Regions from separate parts of the Pan troglodytes genome. Here region 1 is linked to region 2. A link is a contact called in public capture Hi-C data. All regions are on one chromosome and are shown on one strand. The core of a region is the stretch at or near the end of the contact, and the rest is flanking DNA. Distances in the headings are between cores, read along the strand shown.

What was found. Capture Hi-C pulls out chosen DNA fragments and counts their contacts.
Region 1: a capture Hi-C map of stem cell-derived neural stem cells shows a contact between it and region 2, with 3 times the contacts expected there. The contact joins two enhancer-like sites. A contact is called at or near these places in 3 of 7 Hi-C or Micro-C datasets (blood, induced pluripotent stem cells and a lymphoblastoid cell line) and 1 of 1 other capture datasets (stem cell-derived neural stem cells).

The regions. Positions count from the first base shown.
Region 1 is chr6:61,177,098-61,183,338 of NHGRI_mPanTro3-v2.0_pri, forward strand. All of the region lies in intron 5 of LANCL2 (LanC like glutathione S-transferase 2), which reads left to right. Among named protein-coding and RNA genes, the nearest start is that of LANCL2, 39 kb to the left of the region's middle. Within about 2 kb of position 2,599, at least 1 of the 24 cell types and tissues checked has an H3K27ac peak or open chromatin away from gene starts, as enhancers often do. A contact at or near this core is called in stem cell-derived neural stem cells, where this site is marked.
Region 2 is chr6:61,051,797-61,057,854 of NHGRI_mPanTro3-v2.0_pri, forward strand. No RefSeq gene overlaps it. Among named protein-coding and RNA genes, the nearest start is that of LANCL2, 86 kb to the right of the region's middle. Within about 2 kb of position 4,050, at least 3 of the 24 cell types and tissues checked have an H3K27ac peak or open chromatin away from gene starts, as enhancers often do. A contact at or near this core is called in stem cell-derived neural stem cells, where this site is marked.

The DNA of each region.
Region 1 (6,241 bases), core at 1,349-3,848, 120 kb after region 2:
ACCTCCACCTTCCGGGTTCAAGTGATTCTCCTGCCTCAGCCACCCGAGCAGCTGGGACTACAGGCGCGCACTACCACCTCCAGCTAATTTTTGTATTTTTAGTAGAGACGGGGTTTCACCATATCGGCCAGGCTGGTCTCAAACTCCTGACCTCATGATCCGCCCACATCGGCCTCGCAAAATGCTAGGATTATAGGCATGAGCCACCGTGCCTGGCTTGCCCACCCTTTTCTTCTGTGCTTGTCTTCCTGCTCATTGCAGTAGGAACTCTTAATGGGGAAAAATCTTCAGGGAGCAACAGGGCCTGCAGAACCCAACTGAGGCAGAGACTTTGTCATGTCCTGATAACTTTGCTTGCTGTCAGTTGTCTTCTGTGTTTTTGATGAGTTTATTGCTGTGGTTATGATCTTGTCTCTCAAACATCCCTGACAACTATAGAGTACTGACTCTTCTATCAGGCCAGTAGAGACCCCACAACTAAACATTGCTTCAGGCTGTGCTTGGCTTGAGCATAAGCCTAGGGCTTCAGCCTAGCCTGTGGCCTAAGTTCTCTTCCCTGCCAAGTGCACAGCCGCCTCTGCCACCGCCTCCTCCTCCTTCTTCTCCTCCTCCTCCCTCCTCTACCTTTCTTCCTGCCCACTGTTCTCCTCCTTCTCCTTCTTTCTTCTTCTTTTAAATTTAAGCTTTCTTTATTCTGCAAAACTACAAAACTAGTAAGTCAAAGGATATGGATTAGAATTTAGATATCTTAGACTGGAAAACCTATATATTACTTTTTAAAATTTTACTTCAGATTCTTTTTATGTCTAACCTACTGCCTCATGTTCTCACTCACTAAAGGAAACCAGGAAATTCATACCTACACAGGATTAAAACTTTTTCTAGTTATTGTCTTTGTTTATTGTTGTTGAAAGTAAAACATGCATATATGCATATAGTTCATTTTGTGAATTTTCTTTCTTTTTTTTTCCTTTTTTTTTGAGATGGAATCTTGCTTTGTCGCCCAGGCTGGAGTGCAGTGGCGCCATCTCAGCCCACTGCAACCTCCGCCTCCTGGGTTCAAGCCATTCTTCTGCCTTAGCCTCCTGAGTAGCTGGGATTACAGGCATGCACTGCCACACCTGGCTAATTTTTGTATTTTTAGTAGAGATGGAGTTTCGCCATGTTGGCCAGGTTGGTCTCGAACTCCTGACCTCTGGTGATCCACCCACCTCAGCCTCCCAAAGTACTGGGATTACAGGCTTGTGAATTTTCTTCATGATGCAGGTACACGCTTTCAAAGTAACCAGAATTCCATACCTCATTTAAAAATGGCACTGTTATTTTGAACAGTTAGATTTTGTGTATGTGTTAGGGTTCTCCAGAGAAACAACCAATAGGAGATAAATATTATATATGAGATGGGATTTCTTAAAGGAATTGGCTCACGCAACCATGGAGTCCCAGAAGCCCCATCATCTGTCATCTACAGTCCTAAGACCTGGGAATGCCAGGGCTGTAACTCCACTCCGAGTCAGAAGACTGAGACCCAGGGGAGCCAAATCCCAGTCCAAGGGCAGGAGGAGACTGTTGCCCTGGTTGAAGCCGGCAGGCAGGAAGGAACAGATGTTTTCTTTCTCTGCCTTTGGTTCTGTTCAGGCCTTGGAGGGACTGGATGAGGTGCACCCACTTTGGGGAGAGCCATCTGCCTGACTGAGTCCACACCGTTCAATGCTAATCTCAACTGGAAACACCTTTAGAGACACACCCAGACACCATGTTTAATTTGACACATAAAATTATCTATCATAGTGTATTCTGTATTTTCCCGGGAAAATGTTTTAACAGTGGTTCAGGAACTTTTTTTTTTTTTTTTTTTTTTTTTTTGGGACAGGGTCTCACTCTTGCCCAAGCTAGAGTACAGTGACACAATCTCTGCCTACTGCAAACTCCATCTCCTGGGTTTAAGTGATTCTCCTGCCTCAGCCCCACGAGTGTGCTGGGATTACAGGCGTCCACCACCATGCCTGGCCGGAACTTTTTTTTTTTAATGCTAATTCCCTTAGGGGAACATAGTAATGTGAGAACCATGCCAGTGTCTTTCATGTGTTTAGGCTGATTTTGCTGTATATTATGGACTTCCTTGGGAGGAATACAGATCATAAAATACTCCATTGATCTTCTTTTAAAGTGAGGAACTTGGAACACTATGTAGTAAGTACTTGACTTAGAGATTGAGCCAGGTTTTCTTTCAAGATTCTTAGGCAGTGGCGTGGTAGAGCCTGCTGGGGAGCTGCCCGCATCTCTTCCCTGCTGCACGGTTCGTGGCTGTTGTCAGTGCAGAACGACGGTTCAGAAATGTGGAAAGGAGGGCTTTGTTTCTCATACAGGGTTACAGCCTGCAGCTAATCATACGTAGCCTTGGGCTAGAAGCCAGAAATATTCTGAGGGAGTGGAAAGGGAGCAGGAACATATGCCAAGCCAGGTGGCCGAATGTATGTGTCGGTGAGCTGCAGGAGGAGTGGAGTAGTTGCTAGAGAAGTGTGTGCCTGCAGACTTGGACTTCGTGCTCCTTCTTGAGATCCATGTTCAGAAAATGGTGGCACGAGCGGGATCCAAGGGTAGCATTTTCCACCCTCTGAGTCAAAAGGTGAAGCAGAGGAACAAAACCCCTCCCTGCATGTCCTTCATAGGCTGGCCAGAGCGTCCCTGGTGCCTTCTCAGGAACAAGTGCTGGCTGCTTGGGTTGTTGAAGCCACAGAAGATGGGGGAGCAGTCAGGTGGTTGTCGCCGGCAGTGCAGAGTCGGCTGAAAGATCTGGTTCCCGCTTAGCCCTTAGGGCAGAAAGCCTCATGGGGTCAGCAGGGGACGGGCAGAGCAGGGTGAGCCCCACCTCTTAGCCTGTCATGACTGGGAGCTTAGCTTCAAGGTTGCCTCAGGCTTCCTTGGCCAAGAAAGGGTCTGCTCAGTGAGTTGGGGGCTTAGAATTTGGTTCTTATTTCTCATTGTCTAGTAGTTTAGTCATGTAAAAGTGGTAGTTTCAACTGGAGGGTGTCGTTGGAAGGCTATCAGAACAATATATGCAAAAACTCTTAAAATATCACTTAAAAAGAACTCCACTTTCATGATAGCAGAATAAAAACAGTTCACCTCTTGAAAATAATCTCAGAACAACCAGAAAAACAACAAAACAGAAACCGAAGTTCTTTGATGAAGCTAGGGGACATCTGGAGCTCCAGCTGCAAACCTGTGAACTGAAGCAGGCAAAAGAATGACAGCTGACCTGCTGGGATGAAAGATGGCGTCAGTGCCCGAGGGGGAGGGTGCCCACGAGAAGCAAGTCAGTTTGTTCTACAGAACCCCAGAACTCAGGAGGGGAAAGTGCCGTGTCCCCAGTAGGCATTGCCATACGTGGGCTTGGGGGACTCTGGCACAGGAGGCTTCTTTGAGCATGTGCAGTGGTTGGACCTCTGTGAGCACCTGCACCCAGCACAGGGAGGGAACTGCCTATCCTTCAACTCGTGCTGGAGACAAAAGGAGTTAGGTCTGGAAAAACTGACTAGGCTCTTTTCAATTCAGGAAAGCCAGATGTAGAAGAGAGTTGGAGTGAAGCACAGAACTAAAAATAGGGGGCGAGAGTGAGTGTCCATGGTCCAGGGTGAGACTGCCTCTCTGTCACCGCCAGCCTCAGGCACCGTCACCTCTCCCTCACCCCAAGGGGCAGCACCACCTCCACCCCACTCGGGGCTTGAAGTCACATTTCTGAAGAAACAAGTAGCTCAGATAAAAGTTTCATAAGTACAGGTATTTGAAAGCCCCCATTAAAAAGTTAGTCTGCCATCCATGATGGTTAATTTTATGTGTCAACTTGACTGAGCCCTGGTGCCCAGACATGTGGTCAGACATTCTGGATGTTTCTTTGAGGGTGTTTTTGAATGAGATTTACATTTAAGTTGGTGGACTTTGAGTGAAGCCAGCTGCCCCATAGGATGTGAGTGGGCCTTGTCGATCAGTTGAAGGTCTGACTAGAACAAAATGCTGGACCCCCAGGCAAGAGAGGATTCTCCAGCACTCTGCTTTCAGACTCCAGCTGCAGCTCCTTCCTGAGTCTCCAGCTTGCTGGCCACCCCAGGCAGTTTGTGGACTCATGAAGCCTCTGCAGCCAGTTCCTTGGAGTGAATCTCTTTCTCTACTTTTATACATCCCGTTGATCTGCTTCTTTGGAGACCCCTGGCAATCCCCCATCCAGCCACTCCACAGTGATTCCCACCGTTCCGCAGCCCCTCCGGTGCACTGAGGACAGCAAGGAGCTGTGCCTTATGCGTGAGCACAGACCAGTAGCCGATGAGCGGACATGGCAGAAAAGCCCCAGCTTGAAAGATGGAGACCTGAACAAGTAGAAATAAAAACAAAGAGAAAGCAGGAAGTGGAAGAAAGCTTCGAATAAATAGTAATTCATAATTAATATCCTCAGGGAAATAAGAGAAGCTGTTGCATCCAAGAAACAAACATTTGAGGGAAAAAGAGAGCTCTTGAAAATAAAATATATAATAGCCGAATTTTTAATAAGTTCATGAAAATGGGAAGCAAAGTCACATATCTTAGAAAGCAGGCAGAAATAGACAATGGGAGAGGAAAACGTAAGAAAGAGGATTAATCCAGGAGGTTCAGCATGTGACTAGTGGGAGACCTAGTGAGGGAGAACACACAATAGGAGGGAGGAAAATAACACAAAAATATGCTCTAGAAATGAGGGACATAGGCTGGGCGCAGTGGCTCATGCCTGTAATCCCAGCACTTTGGGAGGCCGAGGCGGGCGGATCACTGAGGTCAGGAGTTTGAGACCAGCCTGGCCAACACAGTGAAACCCCGTCTCTACTAAAAAAATACAAAAAATTACCTGGGCCTCATAGCGGGCACCTGCAATCCCAACTGCTTGGGAGGCTGAGGCAGGAGAATCGCTCGAACCCGGGAGGCAGAGATTGCAGTGAGTCGAGATCACGCCACTGCACTCCAGCCTGGGTAACAGTGTGAGACCCTGTCTCAAAAAAAAAGAAAAAAAAAAGAAATGAGGGACATAGTTGCATATTGGAAAGACCTACCAGGTTCCTACACAATGAGTGCAGACAGACAAATCCACATCATGCCCATTATTGTGAAAGCTTAAGATAAAGGGATAAAGAGACAATGCTTAAAACATTAGACGGGAAATAGCTGGGTGTAGTGGCATGTGCCTGTAGTCCCAGCTACTCGGGAGGCTGAGGCAGGAGAATTGCTTGAACCCAGGAGGTGGAGGTTGCAGTGAGCCGAGATCATGCCACTGCACTCCAGCCTGGGCCACAGTGAAACTGTCTCAAAAAAAAAAAAAAGAAAAGAAAAAAACAGGTTATGTACAAAGTCCAAAAATGACATTGGACTTTGCAACAGTTTCATTGAAGCTAAAAGATAAATGGAAATGATTTCCAAGTTTTTTTTTGAGACGGAGTCTTGCTCTGTTGCCCAGGCTGGAGTGCAGTGGCACGAACTCGGCTCACTGCAAGCTCTGCCTCCCGGGTTCATGCCATTCTCCTGCCTCAACTCCTGAGTAGCTGGGACTACAGGCACCTGCCACCATGCCCGGCTAATTTTTTTTTTGTATTTTTTAGTAGAGATGGGGTTTCACCGTATTAGCCAGGACGGTCTCGATCTGACCTCATGATCCGCCCGCCTCGGCCTCCCAAAGTGCTGGGATTACAGGCGTGAGCCACCGTGCCCGGCCAACTTCCAAGTTTTGAGTAAAAATGATTTCTAACGTTGCGTTCTGCCCAGAAAGTTACCAATTAAATGTGGAGTAGAGCAAAGACTGTTTAAAACATCCTGTCCCCCAAATTTAATTTCCCTGTACTTCATCTCAGGAAGCTACTGGAGTGTGGTGTCTACCACAACAAGGGAGTACTCTAAGAAGGAGGATCAGATCCAGGGAAGAGGGGCTCCCATACAAGACAGGGGAGCAGAATCCCCAGGAAGTTGACAGGTGCAAGTCCCAGGACAGCAGTGTCACAGAAGACCTGGAAAGCAGCCAATTATGGAGAGTCGCCTCCAGGGAAAACAAAGTCATAGTAGATTTGACCATGTGGAAAATCTTATCGAGAGACTTTTTACAGAGCTGTTGGTGGGTATGAAAAAGCTTAGGTACTGGTTTAAAGAAAACTAAGCAAATAAAACGTGAGAAAGTTACTCCAGGAAAAACTAAAAGGTGTAAAAGAATATCTGTAATTCATTG
Region 2 (6,058 bases), core at 2,800-5,299:
GAGGTGGCTCCCTCAACCCCAGGCAGGCCTTCAGGTGTCTACACTCTTCCCTGACATCTGAATGGCAACTCCAAGTCACAGCCACCCAGCTAAGCCCTCCTGAATTCCTGACCCACAAAATGGGATGAAACAATACATGTTTATTGCAGTTTTAACCTTCTGAGTTTTGCAGTAATTTGTAGTGCAGCGAAAGACAACTGATACACCTGGAATGATCAGAAGACCCTTCCCAAAGGAAACGGGTACTGGGTATGACAAAAAGAGAGGAGGGCATTAGGTAAAAGAATAAGCTGGTTCAGGTATGACATACTTCACTGACGCGAAATAGAGAAGAGTAAATAGATCCCTGTGCCCAAATTTCTATTTCCCCTGTGAGAGTTCCAGTGCCCCTCCAGAGAGGGGGTGCTGGCATCACTGCGCCTGGTGGTGGGGGAGGCTGCCCTTCTACAGCAGGGTGGGCCTGAGCCTCACCCACTCTCTCCGTCATTCTCTAGCTGGGCTGCACATTCAGATCCCTGGAGAGCTTTGAAAAATATTGATTTCAGGGCCACACTCACGAAGATTATGATTTAACTGGTCTGGGTTGTAACCTAAGCATAAGAATTCTGAAAATCTCCCCGGGTGATTCTAATACACAGCTGCGGCTGAGAACCATGGCTACAGACAAAGAGCTTCACAATCTGACTGTCGCTGAGGCTAAGTGTAAGCCTGGTGAAGGGACACAAAGTTGCAGCCCTTTCTTTCAATGCAGGCAGGCATGCAGGGGTGCAGGGAGCATTCCCACTCAAGTCAGGATATGGTAGAAAGGGCCTTAGCTAAACAAACAGCCAGCGGAGATTGCTGCTTTAGGTATCTATGACCATGTAGCATAAACCATAATAATCATTTGTTATAATTATGTCCCACATGCAGCTCTGGGAACTGGCTAGACCCTGCCATGGGGTTCTTACGTAGACTCTGTAAAGGTCTTTGGTAATTAGGTTTGGATGAGGTCATAAGGGTGAGGCCATCATCATGGGATCAGTGCCCTTATAAAGAGATGCCACAGAGCTTGCTCCCTCTCTCTCTCTCATTCAGCCATGTGAGAAAAAAGCGAGAAACCACTGTCTGCAAGCCAGGCAGGGCCCACGCCAGAACCTGACCATGCTGGTGTGACTTTCACCCTCCAGAACTTTCTGACTTTCACCCTCCAAAACTGCGAGAAATTTCTACTGTTGAAGCCACTCCATCCTTGGTACTTTTTTCTGGCAGCCCCAGCTAACCAAGTCACAGGGGAGGAGACATAGACCCCCCCAACACTTGATAGAAGGAGTATAAAAGAATTCTTAGACATGTTTAAAAACCACCTGAACTAAAAAGGACATATAAACTCCACCTCTTGGATACAGAAAGACTCATGCCAGTGAGCCTGAAGCTGTGAAGTTTTCCAGGTATTTAATAGATGGTCAGTGGTAAAATTATTTTGTAATCCATTGAGTTTCTAAAATTATAGCTCCTAGAACTTTTCACACAGAAAGGAGAGATGGAGGTCAACTTGGCAGTCACACCAGCAAAGCAACAGAGTAGATTCTCACTTATTTTTAAAATCCCATAACATAGCACTATGCCTGGCACATGGGAGGTGCTGCGTAAACATGTTATACCCTGACTCACTCAGCTCCCAATGCCTGTTTCCGTGGCAGCCTCAGAAACCCACGGAGAAGACTCTGGACTCCATGACATCTATCCTATGTCTGGTATTGCTCTGCCTGCAGGAAACAGATGACACTGTGTGGGCAAGGTGTTCACCTGGTGACAGAGATGGGAGCCGGGGGCAGAGGCTGAGACTGTCTGGAAGCAGGTATTGGAGTTGACTTCCACTCCGAGGGGACAGTGTGGGTGTCTGTGAGGGGGTTGGCTGTGGCTGAGACACTGGGATTCATTTCAGATGTGGACGACAGGGCTCAGTGGGAATGGAACGCAGCCTAACCTCCAGGGCTGCTCCAGTCCCTCTGTGGCCGGGTCCTGGCCATGTGGTGGGTGTCAGCTACTCACTGAAATACTGATGGGGCACTGCTCCCAGGGTCCCCTCTAGCCAGCCAGAGTCTATAATGCAGGTAGAATGTCCACCAGCCCTTCAGGAGAGATGGGAAGGCAGCATTTGGAGGAGCCCCAGGGAGGGGGTGCCCTGGGACCTCAGGGGTGGTTGAGGAGCTGAAAGGAGGCCACGTTCCCCAGGGCAGCAGTGCACTGAGGAATGGATGAAAGGGCCATCAAGGTGCCCCGGTGCCAGAGGGGTGTTGGCCTGAGGGATTTGCTAACCGGGTGAGGAGTGGAAGGGCTACAGGGATGCTACCTAAGATGGAAGGGGAGGAAGTCCCCAGGACCAGGCTGTCTCCATGCAGACCCTCAAAAGCAAAGAACCAGCCCAAGTGATGACTGCTAACGTTTGTTAAGTGGTTACCATGCACCTGGCAGAAAGTGAGGGCCTTCCACCATCTAGCCGTTGTGGCCCAGCGATGGGAGGTGACTTCCCAGTCATTCATGAAATAATGCGTGGCTTCATCGCCAGCACCTCCAAGGTGGTGCTATCCCCATTCTGCTTCTCAGGAAACTAGGTGTATTTGTTTCCACCGCTGCTCTAACAAACTACCATAAACCCATGGCTTAAAACAGCAGACATGTATTCTGTCAGGGTTCTGGAGACCAAGAGCTCCAAATCAAGGCATCAGCAGGGCCATGCCCCCTCTCAAGGTTCCCGGGAAGAATCCTCCCTTGCCTCTTCTGAGATTCCGGTGGCTCCCAGCAATCCCTCGGCTCCTCGGCTTGTGGACGCATCACTCCAGCCCCTCCTGCACACGGGCTTCCCCTCTGTGTGTCTCTGCGTCTCTTTCCGTCATCTTATAAATCACATTTGAAGACCCACCCAAATCCAGGATGAACTCAACTAATTATATCTGCAAAGACCTTATTTCCAAATACAGAAATGTGTCACATTCTGAGGTCCTGGGTGGAGATGGGTTTTGAGAGTCACTATTCACCCTATTACACTGAGTCTTTGAGAGGTTTAAGAAATTACCTAAGTTTCCACAACAAATAAAAAGGTGGCTGAAATGGGGTTTGAACCCCCGGAGTGAAGCTGCCCCTGTAGCCCACAGTGGTGTCAGCAGCCCGAGGGCTGAACAGCTCTAACCTCTTCCCCCGCCGCCCAAGAAACTGCACTACCACCGCCATTTTGAGTCAGAGAGACAGAACCCAGTAGAGAACACAGGGCGGGTCTCAGAGAAGAACGCTGGCTGGGATACAGGGCAGGTCTCAGAGCAGGGCCCAGGCTGGAACACACAGCAGGTCTCCAAGAAGAACCCAGGCTGGAATACAGGGCAGGTCTCAGAGCAGGACCCAGGCTGGAACGCAGGGCAGGTCTCAGAGAAGAACCCAGGCTGGAGCTCGGATCAGGGCCCAGGCTGGAACACAGGGTGGGTCTCAGAGCAGGGCCCAGGCTAGAACACGGGGCAGATCTTGGAGCAGGGCTCAGGCTGGAACATGGGGCAGATCTCAGAGAAGAACCCAGGCTGCGTCTCAGAGCAGGGCCCAGGCTGGAATGCAGGGCAGGTCTCAGAGCAGAGTCCTGGGGACAGCAGCACCAATGGCTCTTCCCAAGTGGGCTGAGTGAGCTGGGAGGGCTCTTTTAACTCTGCAAGCCTCGGGTCCGTCTTGAGACTCATGGGAGATTCCGTACACCTCCTAGGCATCCCCAAGAAGTGTTTTCCCCAGATACTTGTTTCTTCCTTAACGCTAGATTTGCTGCCACCCTCTAATTAATGTGATCTATCTTTCAAGAAAATTTCTCTTCAGTCTTCTCTCTGGACTCCCCACTTCCTCTCTGGCAGTCCCAAGCCATTCTAAATTAGATTTTCATAATCCTTCCCCAGATGTTTAATTCTCCTAATGAGCATTTTCTAGCTCAGGCCTGCACTGCTGTAGCCTGTAGGGTCCCTGAGGGGTGCCCATGGGGAAGGCGGTGCTCTTCAGGGCTTGGAGTGGGTTTTAATATTTAAATCTTCACAGCAATGCCGACACTAGATGGCAGTGGTTCCTAATTATTGGGGGTTCCAGGCAGGCTTGCCTTCTTCCTGTGCTGCCCAGGGAGGTCAGACCTCCCTGAGACGGGAAGAAGTGGGTCATTCCCACCCCACCAACCCCATCCTGCAGACCCAGACCCAGAAAGCTCAGCCCGGGTGAGGAAGAAAGGAAAGCCCCAAGAGGAAAGATGTGAAGCAATGAACTTGACACGGGGCTGCTGATTTCCTCTCCAAGTGCCTCAGACAGATCCACCCCTGAGAGGCCCTTACAGAATGGTCCTCTACAGGGGAGGCTCAGAAGCTGTAGCCATTGCCTGGCAAGATTTTAGGAGCCTCCCCTGCCTCACCCCCACCCCTTATCCCCCACAGGTAGGAAAGTCCTTGGGAAAGGCAACTCAGCAGTGTTCATCAAAAGCCCTCAAAATGTCATATGATCACTTTATATGTAGGAATTTGTTGTAAGATTAGAAGTGAATAAGTCAACAAGAATATATGTTTGGGAGGCCAAGGCAGGCAGATTGTTTGAGCTCAGGAGTTTGAGACCAGCCTGGACAACATGGCAAAACCCAGTCTCTACAAAAAATACAAAAGTTAGCCAGGTATGGTGGTGCAAGCCTGTAGTCCTAACCACTTGGGGGCTGAGGTGGGAAAATCACTTGAACCCAGAAGGTCGAGGCTGCAGTGAGCTGAGATCACACCACTGCACTCTAGCCTGGGTGACAGAGTGAGAACTTGTCTCAAAAAAAAAAAAAGGGAACGAGAAAGAGAAAGAAAAAAGAAAACAGAATATTCATTGTACACTTATTTATAGTAGTGCGAATTTGGAAACTGTGTAAATTATACAACTGTTAAAAGAAAAACTTCAGCCAATTAAACTTAAAAGAGTTTATTTGAGAAATGAACCATTCACAAATTGGGCAGTTCCCAGAATCACAGCAGGCTCAGAGAGACTCCAGGGTTTCCTTGTGGTCAGAAAAAAATTATAGACAAAAAAAGGGAAATGACGTACAAAAATCAGCAGTGAGGTACAGAACAGCTGGATTGGTTACAGGTTGGTGTTTGCCTTATTTGAACACCGTTTGAACACTCAGCAGTGCATGAATGGTTGAAGAATGGCTGCTGGGATTGGCCAGGTCTCAGCTATTGTTACAGGCGCATATTCTTATGTTCGGTTCTCAATCTTGTCTACCTATTAAGTTAGGTTACAGTTCATCCACAAGGACTCAAATATAGAAGTACAGAGTCCTTCTCAGGCCATATTTAATTAACCTTAACAATTCTCCCCTTTTAGTCATTTTCTCAATTTTCAGAGATTGACCAAAATTTTAGTCATTGATGTCATTATCACCAAGGTAAATGTACTATTCAGCCTTGAAGCCCACTGGGGAACAGTAGAACAGTGAGTTTTGCTAAGGTAGGAACAAGGGCTGAGTAGAAGGTAGCTCCTTATGCTGGAACATCCTATAGAGAGAGAAAAACAAAACCTGGTCTGTTCTAGGACCTAAGTGTTTCCTTAAAGTCTTAGTTTGATTATGTCACATTTAGCACAAGCGACTCCATTTTTGTTTGGTTTGGTCTGTTGGAGCCTAGTGCATAAGCTCCAAAACAATGGCTCCTCATGATTTTGTTTAAAAATTTTACTTAGGTTCTCACTTAGGTGAGAGTGTGACTAAAACTTGGGCCTTAGTGCCACTCTGTTACCATCATTTTGGGTTTCTCGCCTCAGCACGTCATTCATAGGTTATGGTGTCCCCATGGTTGCAGATTCCTTTCAGTTCTTGTCATTCCAGTTGAAGACAGACCATTTGACATTCTAGAGATGGCTGCATGTAAACATTTAAAACCTTTGAGGGAATGAAGAGCACCAGGAAGATTACTATTATGGCTATCCGGAGGATAATACTGAGAGTTTGGAGTATGCTCCTTACCCAGGGTCCCCATAAACCAAACCACCTAAAATTAAATAGATCAAAGAATGAGCTAGATAAAGAGTCTAC